Regions from separate parts of the Mus musculus genome. Here region 2 is linked to region 1. A link is a contact called in public promoter capture Hi-C data. All regions are on one chromosome and are shown on one strand. The core of a region is the stretch at or near the end of the contact, and the rest is flanking DNA. Distances in the headings are between cores, read along the strand shown. Region 1 holds the start of Eda (ectodysplasin-A). Region 2 holds the start of Otud6a (OTU domain containing 6A).

Region 1 (4,924 bases), core at 2,096-4,595:
TAAGATGAGAATCTATCTCCAAAAGCTCGTAATTCCCCCAGCTACCTGCAATCACTAAGTGCACCATAGTTACCCCTCTGATCTCTATGCCAGTAAAGGGAATGAATATGTACCCCGATTCTTGATTTATCAAGCTTCGAGGAGGTGGGGGATACTTCTGGTTAAAAATACTAGCTTGGGCTAATGTGCAGAGGTATGTGAAGAGAGTGAATTTAGCAATGTGGTAGTATGTCTTCTTTGCAGGTTAGCAAATAATAATGATGGAATATCAGATTATATCCTGGCCAAGGAGCCCATGTAAGCAAGTCAAGAGTCTGACAAGGGCAGAATTGAAAACCAGAGTCCAGGGGGTAGAAAGGTGATATAGAACTTTATTTTTCTGTTTAACACAAAGGGGTAGTTTTAGCTGGGTGTAGCCATATGGGAATGTGGATCTAATGTTAACAGGCCTTGTGATTTGTTTGTTTGTTTGTTTGTTTGTTTGTTTTCATATTTAGAAAAGTAGGAAAGCAGCATTCTAAAAATGTGAAACCTCCAGATTTTTAAATGCTGCAACTGAATTTTCTTTTCAGTTCCAAGTTTTAGCCCATAGTACACCAAACACAACACATCTGTTTGCTGACTGTGGCCCATAGGTTTATCGTTTTAAGACTTATGCTGTAGGGGACAGGGCTCTGTGGAAACAGAGAGGCAAGCTGAAGCAATGCATCAAAACACATACAACATATTAATAAAAAGGGAACTCATGGCCTGAGGTTGTAGCTCAGTGTTAGAATGCCTGCCTACTGAATGTGAAACTTTTAGATTCAATACACAGCACTTCATTAATATAATGATAATTATTATAACCACATGCATTTCTCTCAGCCCCTGGCTCCCTGTGATATTTCTAATGTACATGAAGTCTTATTTTCTGTCTCTTGGGAATCAAAATGATGTGCTAGGTCAAATGCAGTTCTGAAGGCTTCTAGAGGCAATGGTGCAAAGGGAGTCTTTCTTGGTCCAGTTATTAGAGAAAGGGCCATGGTAGGATGGCGCATCAGATGAAGGCCTTTGCTGCTCTACAGTCACAAATCTGATGACCTGACTTTGATCCTGGGAACTTATGCAAAGGTGGAAAGTGAAAACAAATTCCACAAAGTTGTCCTCTGACCTCCTCCTGTGCTCAGTGGCATGTGATGCCCTCCCCCCACCTCTCTCTCTCACACACACAGTGATAAATTAAAAAAAAAAGTTGGTAGACCATGGGAAGCAGGAACCAGTAAGACCCCTCCATCATCACCATTCACGACCACTCCCACCATCACCAGGAGATGGATGTCATTTATTTCCCTCTCATTTTAGAGGAAGGAAAGATAGCCTCTTTAAATTGTGTGAGCAGTAAAGTCAACACAGCCAGTGATGAGGCTGATAAGGAACAATGTAATAGCTGTTACAGTTTAAACCCTTCATCTTCTAGTTGGAGAAACCAAGCTAGTGTTTCCCCCACTCCCTCTGCTCACAGTGACCCAACAAACTAGTGCTAGGGTGACGCCTCCTGACTTCTGGTCTAGCATTCTTTCCAATAATCCTGGCTGTGATAATTAAGGTAAATCAGCTTGGCGGTTTTCCTAGCATCTAGAATTCCTGGTCTGGACAAGTAGTTCTTGAGAGCCGCTGTTGCAAGCTTTTCTTTTCCCCCTTATCTGTGTGATGATGAGATCCTGTGCAAACGTCCAGTTTCATTCGTAAAGGTTAAAAAGAGGACAAAAAGATGTTTATTCTGAAGCACTGAGGCCATGCACTAGGCTATGAAAGAAAGCCTGTCTGTGGCTGATATATTTAAAGCTTATGACCCCTGTGCTCTGTGCACTGACCTCCCCACCATATGCTTTTGGTTTTGTTTCTCTTTTGTCTCCTTTCTACACTCTTATGTGTTTTTCTTCTCCCTTATGAGCATAGGTCTTAGGCCTAGCCTTAAGTGCTCCGGCGCACCACTGAGCCTCCTCAGTGGCTTTTACTACGCTTGCTTCAAGTTAATAAAATTGCTAATTATTCATTTCTCAATTACATGGAAATGAGTGTACCTACTGGGTAAAAAAAAAAGTGGCTGCTTGCTCTGCTACAGTTATTTAGTTCTCTAAAATTTGAGACTACTAACACTTGTCAATTGTGACTCTTGACAACTAATCTTTTCCATCCTTCATTTCCAGGTCTATTGTTCTGACATTTGCCATTTTCCCCCCTCTGACCCTGTTTCTGATTGGTGCAGCTGTTGAAGATGCTGCCGTTGCAGCAGTGTACATCTGGAACATTTGGCTGACTTGTTGAACTTACCCCAGGGAGTACTCCAGGGGAAGCATGGGAAGGGTGGAGAGGCCAGAACAGTTGCCTGCGAATACAGATGCCAATAGTGTCTGGCCATGCTGTGGACCACCCCTGTAAAAATTCACCTCATCATGACCCTCAGTTTCCCCACCTGCTCCTCGAAGGCTCAAGTTCTTCCAAAACTTGTGCAGCTCTGGAAAAAGATAAACTTTTGCCTGAGGGTTCTCTCACACGGTACTTTCTGCACTGTGAAAGGGATCAATGCATATCTGTTGAATGAATTACTATATCAAGAAATCCTAGGAAACGGTTTTAGCCTTCAACGGACAGCATCACTTCAGTTTTACTTGGCACTAGGCACCCTCTCTATGCCCTCAGACTGTGCCCCAAGACTCATTTTAGGAGTGAGGTTGCCCTGTTCCCAGTCTGTTTGGCTCCCAGGCTCCTAGGTCTCCTTTTCTTCTGGCGAGCCATTGAATTGCAAACACAGCAGGCATGGTTTCATTCCAAACCCTGAACTGTTTTAATTAGTTTAACGTCTGTTAAACGCTTTGAAGATTGAAAGCAACAGATAAGTACTGGATGATGTTATTAGCAACTGCAGTTAATTGCAAACATTTCTATTAATGCTAGTTTCTGCCTCCTTTTCTTTTCTCCACGTTCTTTCCAAGGTTCCCAAATTCTTCTCAGCCTCCCCCTCCTGCCCTCCCCCATAGCGGCGCTGAAGGGTTAAACCGGGGTGGAGTCTAGAGATGAACGACAGCCGCCCTCACCAACTGCAACGGGGCAAGCGGGAAGAGCTGGGTGGGGCTGCCAGGCAGAGGTGAACCCCCACGCCCCCAGGCCCCGCCCCACGGCTGGAGGCCCGAGTGGAACGGCAGGGGGCGGGGCAGCCAGGCCTGGCGGGCCCGTGGTTGGGCGTCCCGGCCGCCCCTTGAGGCATGGGGCGGGGTAGGTGAGGACCTCCTCCCTCATTCCCTCTCTGGCCGCGCCGCCCCTCTCGCCCGCCCCTCCTCCTCCCTTTCCCACCCCTCGGAGTGGAGCTGCACATGCGGCTGCTCCCTGTTCTGTCCCGCCCAGCCACCGTCGCTCAGGAACGGGTCCCTGCAGCCCCCAGCCGATGGCAGGACAGTAGTCGCCTGTCAGGGGTCGTGAAGGACTGAGGCAGAGGCAGAGGCTCCCGGGCCTCAGATAGTGGTTGTCTCTGGAGGCCATGGGCTACCCAGAGGTAGAGCGCAGGGAACCCCTGCCTGCGGCAGCGCCAAGGGAGCGGGGCAGCCAGGGCTGCGGCTGTCGCGGGGCCCCTGCTCGGGCGGGCGAAGGGAACAGCTGCCGGCTCTTCCTGGGTTTCTTTGGCCTCTCGCTGGCCCTCCACCTGCTGACGCTGTGCTGCTACCTAGAGTTGCGGTCCGAATTGCGGCGGGAACGGGGAACCGAGTCCCGCCTCGGTGGCCCGGGTGCTCCTGGCACCTCTGGCACCCTAAGCAGCCCTGGGAGCCTCGACCCGGTGGGTCCCATCACCCGCCACCTGGGGCAGCCGTCCTTTCAACAGCAGCCTTTGGAACCGGGAGAAGATCCACTCCCCCCTGACTCCCAGGACCGGCACCAGGTGAGTCACCTAGGAGGGGCGGCGGCCTTGGAGGCCCCCTCCCCTGCTCGGTTGGGCGGGGGCCTGGGCCTCAGGGCTCAGGGGACTCTGCCACTCAGAGCCAAGTTCCAGGGCAGGAGCTGGGAGTGGGCCGGAGTGCTGGGGAGAGGTTGTCCAGGTCAGGTTGTTCTCGGTTCCTGCCTTGGCTCATCCAGACCCTCTCCGGTCCCGTGGAGTTGGAAAGCCCAGCCTGCACGCGCCGCCCCCGGGGAGGTGTGGGCTGCTTAGCGAAAAGTTGGCCTGCCTTGCACCCATCCGGGCGCGGAGGTGCCTGCGCCGCCCCCGTGGCCGTCTAACGGCGAGCAGCTTGGCCCCTCGTGCCCCCTGGTGAGTTTCTCTGCCCGTGGTGCTTGTTTCTTCGTGTCCCGAGCTGATGCCAGCACTAGCAGGCTCCTCTTTGGAGTTGGAGCTGTAAACAGCTGTACTAACTGTTCCACGCCCGTTGAAACAACTTTTAACCATACTTTCAGCGCTGGATTCTTGTGCGCTGACCAGGACCTGAGCTTTTTTCACACTTACCTGCAACTTGAGACGGATTCTCTTCTGCGTTCTAGTTAGGATCAGCGCCCCTGAGGAATTCTGGTAGAAATATGCCGTCTTGCTAGACAACTTCTGAACAGCAATTTAAAAAATCTATGGAAATAAAACTCACCCTTTGCATGCCGGTTCTGACACTCTTGTAGATGGAGTTGGGTGCAGTGGGTGTGAAGAGTTTTCATTATTGCTGCCTTTGGAACAGGAAGTTGGATTTTTGTTTTGTTTTGATAATCTTTAGAGGGTTTGTATCTCTTTTAGCAAACCATTATCGTAGTTGTTTTTCTTACTCGTTATTCCAGCAAATTTAGTGTACTTGATATTAAGTCTTCCTGTGGTTTCCATAGCTGTCTCACACTTGAATCTTAGGCAGAACATCCAAGAATCTTTTTGAGGTGGTTAAAGATTAATGGTGAATTTGTAACTTCTGGAGAA
Region 2 (5,039 bases), core at 1,677-4,176, 450 kb after region 1:
GTACACAATAGGGGGAAGACATGAAATGAAGCACATGCTAGGAGAACTGAATACCCATGGGCAAAACAAATAATTTACCCATCATCTTATCCCCAAACCAAAGAGCAAATCAAGACAAAATAAAGATTTAATATAAGACCTTTAACTTTTAAAAAATTCTAGAAGAAAATAAAAAAGTATGACTTTGTCCTTTGTAGTGATTTCTTGGTTATCACACATGCACATAGACACACACACACACACACACACAGAGAGAAAGAGAGAGAGAGAGAGAGAGAGAGAATAAAAACTAGATAAGTAGGGGTTACATATAGTAAAATTTGGAGAACTGTCAAAATGTCTCAGTGGGTGAAGAAACCTTCAGCAAGTCTGATAATCTGGACCCACATGGTAGAAGGAGAGAATTGACTGCCAATTCTTACCTTCTGATTATTATGCACACACACACACACACACACACACACACACACACACACACACACACACACACACACATATATATATATATATATATATATATATATATATATATATATATATATATATGAGTGATCCCATGCTATTGTTTGGTAGGTGATGTGGGCTAATCAGCATGAGTAGTGGCTTTTGTTTTTATATAATTTTAAAAGAGAACTTGATATATTAGTATGTTCCGGTGGTATCTGCAGAAAACTGATGAATCTTTTTCTTCTTTAGATTTTTACAGGTCATAAAGGAAGGAAAGCCCATATGAAAAGACTCTTGTCTGAATAAAGCTTGTCCCCTTCAAAAAAAAGGAGGGGGGACATAACCTTTGAGATTTAGGATTAGACAAAGAGTTCTTTAAACTCATGAAACCACCACTGGCTAGTTATACTTAATCCAAAAACAAACAAACAAACAAAAACAAAACAACAACAAAAAAACCAAACTTCATGTAACCACAGCTGGGTAGTTATGCTTAATCCAAAATAAAAATGTTGCCAAGCATGATGGCTTACATCTGCAACCCAGCACTTGCCATCATAATGCAGGGGATTGTAATTTTGAGGCTAGCCTGGGCTACATAGCCCCCATCTGAAAAATTAGTTATAATTAAAATCCTTTTGTGGCACTAGTAATCCAAAACATGTCCTCACACATGCTAGGGAAGGGAGGTCTACCACTCAGATATAAAACTAGCCTTAAAATTAAATGTTTTTGCTTTGAGACTGGTCCTGCTAAGATGAAAAGGCAAGCTGTAGACTGGGAGGAAATATTTGCAAACTATACATCTGACAAAGAGCTAGTTTTAGAATATAAAAGAACTCTGAAAACTGACAGAAAAAAGTGACCCATTTAGAAAGTATGCAAATTATATAAACATTTTATTAAGAAATATATTTTATAGCTGAAAATGAGGCCATTACAAGATGAACATCAGGCAAGATGTCTCAATGGTTAACAATGCTTGCCTCATAAACCTGACATGACCTGAATCTAATCCCCAGAACCCACTGTAAAAGGGAAAACAGCTCCACAAATTTGTTCTCTGACTTCAACACATGCACAGCAGGACATGCAAGTTCATACACAAATATCTTACACACACACACACACACACACACACCACTGCCACCACCACTACCACCACAAGTACCAATAATAGTAATAGTAATAATAGCAATAATAATAAATTAAAAAATTTAAAGATGACCATCAAGGTACAGTAAATTCCTAGTGCATACAAGGCCCTGGGGTTTGTTTCATCTACAGTACTAAAAACAGTTACACAGGAGAACATTAAAGCCATAATAGCACTTATCTAGTGTAGTCTTTTTTTTTTTAATGGAAATACCAGATACTGGTAATTTCAGCCTTTCTGAAAAATAATATCTTAAAAATATCTATATGCACTTAGAATACAGCACAGCAATTTCATTCCTGGGCATTCTGTCCAGAGAAATGAGGGCTTGTGTTCACACAAAAGCCTTAACATCAGGTGAAGAATAGACTTCAGTGGTAGTGTTTGTCAAGTATGGGTTTTTTTGTTTAGTTTTATTTTGTTTTTTTCTGAGACAGGGTCTCAATATAATCCAGGCTGGCCTGCAACTTGCTCTATCTCCCAGAATAAGCTTGAAATTTTTAATTCTCCTGCCTCCACCCCACAAGTGCTAAGGTTATAATAGTCTTGTGTTGCTGAATGTGGTTCCCAAGTGGGGAATGGAGCAGTATCTAAAGGCCAGTTTGGGAACTAAAGGCAAAGCGACAGACTAGCGCACAATAAAACCGCTATTTTGAATTTGAATTTGATTTTTTTTTTCAGAAATTTTGCAAGAATCTTCTGAAACAAACTTTTTAAAAACAGCCAAGAATAATGTAGAGGGCCCATTTAGGGAGCTGGGGGCCCAGAAGGGGTGTGTGCGTGATTTCTGTCGGTATAAGCGAAGAGAACCGCTTGTTGCCACCTTACACTGAGGTGGGACTCGTTGGTTTTGAAACAAATTTAAAAGACTGTGTGTTCCCAGGAATGTAAGGAAATACTTTTGTTCTGATACACAAAGATTAGAAGTTCAGTGGTCAAGAGACCTGAAAAATTAGAGAAAGTCATTCTGCTCCTGGACACTTCAGGGTCAGAACATAGTCGGCTGATAATATTTACCATGTGGGTACCAAACATGGGCTATGCCTGCTTTCTGTCCAAACTTGGGAACAAAGTGGGCAGAAAGAGTGAACAGTTCTACGAGCCCATTACGGCACGCTTTGTAGAAAAGCGGACTCCTAGGAGCGACTTTTGAAGTTAAAAACTGGCGCCATTACATGCTACGGGGACCCAACGGGGACATAGACAGGGGTTCTCAACCGCCAGTCACAAAGGTAGGAGTGTCTGGGGGCGTAGCCCCGAGAGGGCAGTAGCCAATACCAGAGAAGGCTGGGAATAAAATTCGGGGCCACCAACGTCTGAGGCAAGCAGACTGCCACAGCTACCGCTCGGAGAGGTTGTGCTGCCTGACTGGCGATTTGAACTGTTCCTGTTTCCTCCAGACTTGAACTCCCATTTTCCACTGGTAAGATGTCTGACACCGAGCAGGAACTCCAACGGGTGATCCGTCGCCACTATCGCGAAAAAAGGGAGCTACAAGCACACATCCAGACTTTGAAAGCTTCCGTCCCAAAGAACGACAAGGGCAGACGGAAGCAGATGCTCGCGGACATCTCCCGCCTCGAGGCCGAGATGGAGCAGAGGCACAAGCAGGAGCTGGAGAAATTTGGAGAAAATCCTGACAGCAGTGTGGATTCGGTTACAGCCGACCTCGAAAAGATGAATCTCGAGAATATGCCTCCACGCCCACCCAAGGCCCAGAAACGGCGCGACCGAAGAGCTCACCAGGAGAGACGGCACCAGGAGAGGATGCCTGCGGCCCAGGCCGAACAACTGGCTGCCAACCGTCGTGAGGAGGAGGAAAAGGTCGCTGCCATTCTAGGGGCTAAAAATTTGGAGATGAAGACCATCCCAGCTGACGGCCACTGCATGTATCGTGCCATCCAGGATCAGCTGGTGTTCTCCGTGACAATCGAGAGCCTTCGCTACCGCACTGCCTACTACATGCGGAAACATATTGATGACTTCTTACCTTTCTTCACCGAGCCCGAGGCCGGCAACTTCTACACCCGAGAGGACTTCCTGAGGTACTGTGATGACATTGTGCACAATGCTTCGTGGGGAGGTCAGCTGGAGCTGAGAGCCCTGTCGCATGTCCTGCAGACCCCCATCGAGGTGGTACAGGCCAACTCACCCACCATTGTCATCGGGGAGGAGTACACCAGGAAGCCGGTCACGCTGGTCTATCTGCACTACGCCTGCGACTTCGGAGAGCACTACAATTCGGTGAAGCCCATTGAGGTTGCTGGAGCATTTGGAGGAATGGCACCGCGCCTCTTCTAGAACTTTCCAGCAGACGCGAAGGAACTCTGCCCTAGGCGCCATCTTTGTCACCTCTCCGGCCGCGGTTCCTCTGGAAGAATAGAAGCAGCTCCGGCTGCTGGGAGAACTGAAACTGCTACGGCGTCTCTTAGTAAGAGCAGTTGCTTTTCCTTTGCTGGTTTGCATTTATGTTTGTTTTTCAAGATTTGTTTAATGTCTGTGTCCTGCCTCTTTTTTGTTTGTGTGTTTGGGGCGGGGGTTGTTAGGTTGTTTTGGTTTGGGAGGCGTTGGGTATTTTTTGTTCGTTTTTCCCCCCCTCTCAGATTTTTTTTTTTTTTTTTTTTTGGTGTGGCTCCTTTCATGTGGCAGGGAACGGCAGGCAGTCTATACACAGGATAATACGTCTTTGGGACACCTAAGGGGCTTTAAGATTCAACTCTAACTTCATTTGGCCCTTAGGTACCATTTTCTTAAAGTTTTAATTAATGTTAGGCTGAAAATGGAAATTGTGGGTTTTCTCAATGTTTACCTGGGCTGAAATAAGTTTAGTAGAATGGTTCAGGTTGTGGGATTTTCCCTGCAAAGTAGAGTTGGTGTGGCTGAAATGACTTATACGTGTTTTTCAGTTAGAAAAAAAAAATGCCCCAGCCGGCTGGCTTGCTCTTAAGCAATGTTAAAATGCCTGGGTTATGAATAAGCCTTCAAGGAATAATTTGCTTGTTTGGTTTTATTTTTCATTCAAACTTGTGCAACCAGCCATAAATGGGTTTTAGCTGCCCAGATATTTTCTTTTTTCCTTTTTTCTTTTCTTTTTTTTTTTTTTTTTGGAGGGGGGGGGTTGGTTCACAGACTTTGTTGATTCAACAGTGAACAGCAAAGAAAAACGTTATCATTCCAGGGGCTTCAACGTAGTCGTGAAAGCCACCCTTGGAAGCCCAGATAGTTTCTAAGCACTAACACAACTGTTTTTTTTTTTTTTTTCTAATAGGTAAATGTAACTGTTAGATGCAGAAATTCAGTTTAAATGAACCAGTACCTGAAGTAAGCTTTATCTTAAAGATGTGAAAGACCTGAACTTAGTGACATGGTTTGTTAATTTTTAGAGAGAAAAATATATATTAAAAGTTTTTGTATAAAGGAAAGCAGAGAACAATAC

What was found. Promoter capture Hi-C pulls out the DNA fragments that hold promoters and counts their contacts.
Region 2: a promoter capture Hi-C map of liver shows a contact between it and region 1, with 6 times the contacts expected there. The contact joins the promoter of Otud6a here to the promoter of Eda in region 1. A contact is called at or near these places in 6 of 39 promoter capture datasets (the 3T3-L1 cell line, hippocampal neurons, liver and 1 more) and 2 of 115 datasets of contacts at active chromatin or transcription factors (fibro-adipogenic progenitors and stem cell-derived neural progenitor cells).

Annotation. Positions count from the first base shown.
Region 1 is chrX:99,972,261-99,977,184 of GRCm38.p6, forward strand. Eda (ectodysplasin-A) reads left to right here and starts at 3,346. Exons shown (of 8, transcript NM_001177937.1): 1 at 3,346-3,916. The coding sequence starts at 3,521.
Region 2 is chrX:100,425,982-100,431,020 of GRCm38.p6, forward strand. Otud6a (OTU domain containing 6A) reads left to right here and starts at 2,927. Exons shown (of 1, transcript NM_001163191.2): 1 at 2,927-3,904. The coding sequence starts at 3,032. The coding sequence ends at 3,904. It also overlaps a transcript of Awat2 not described here.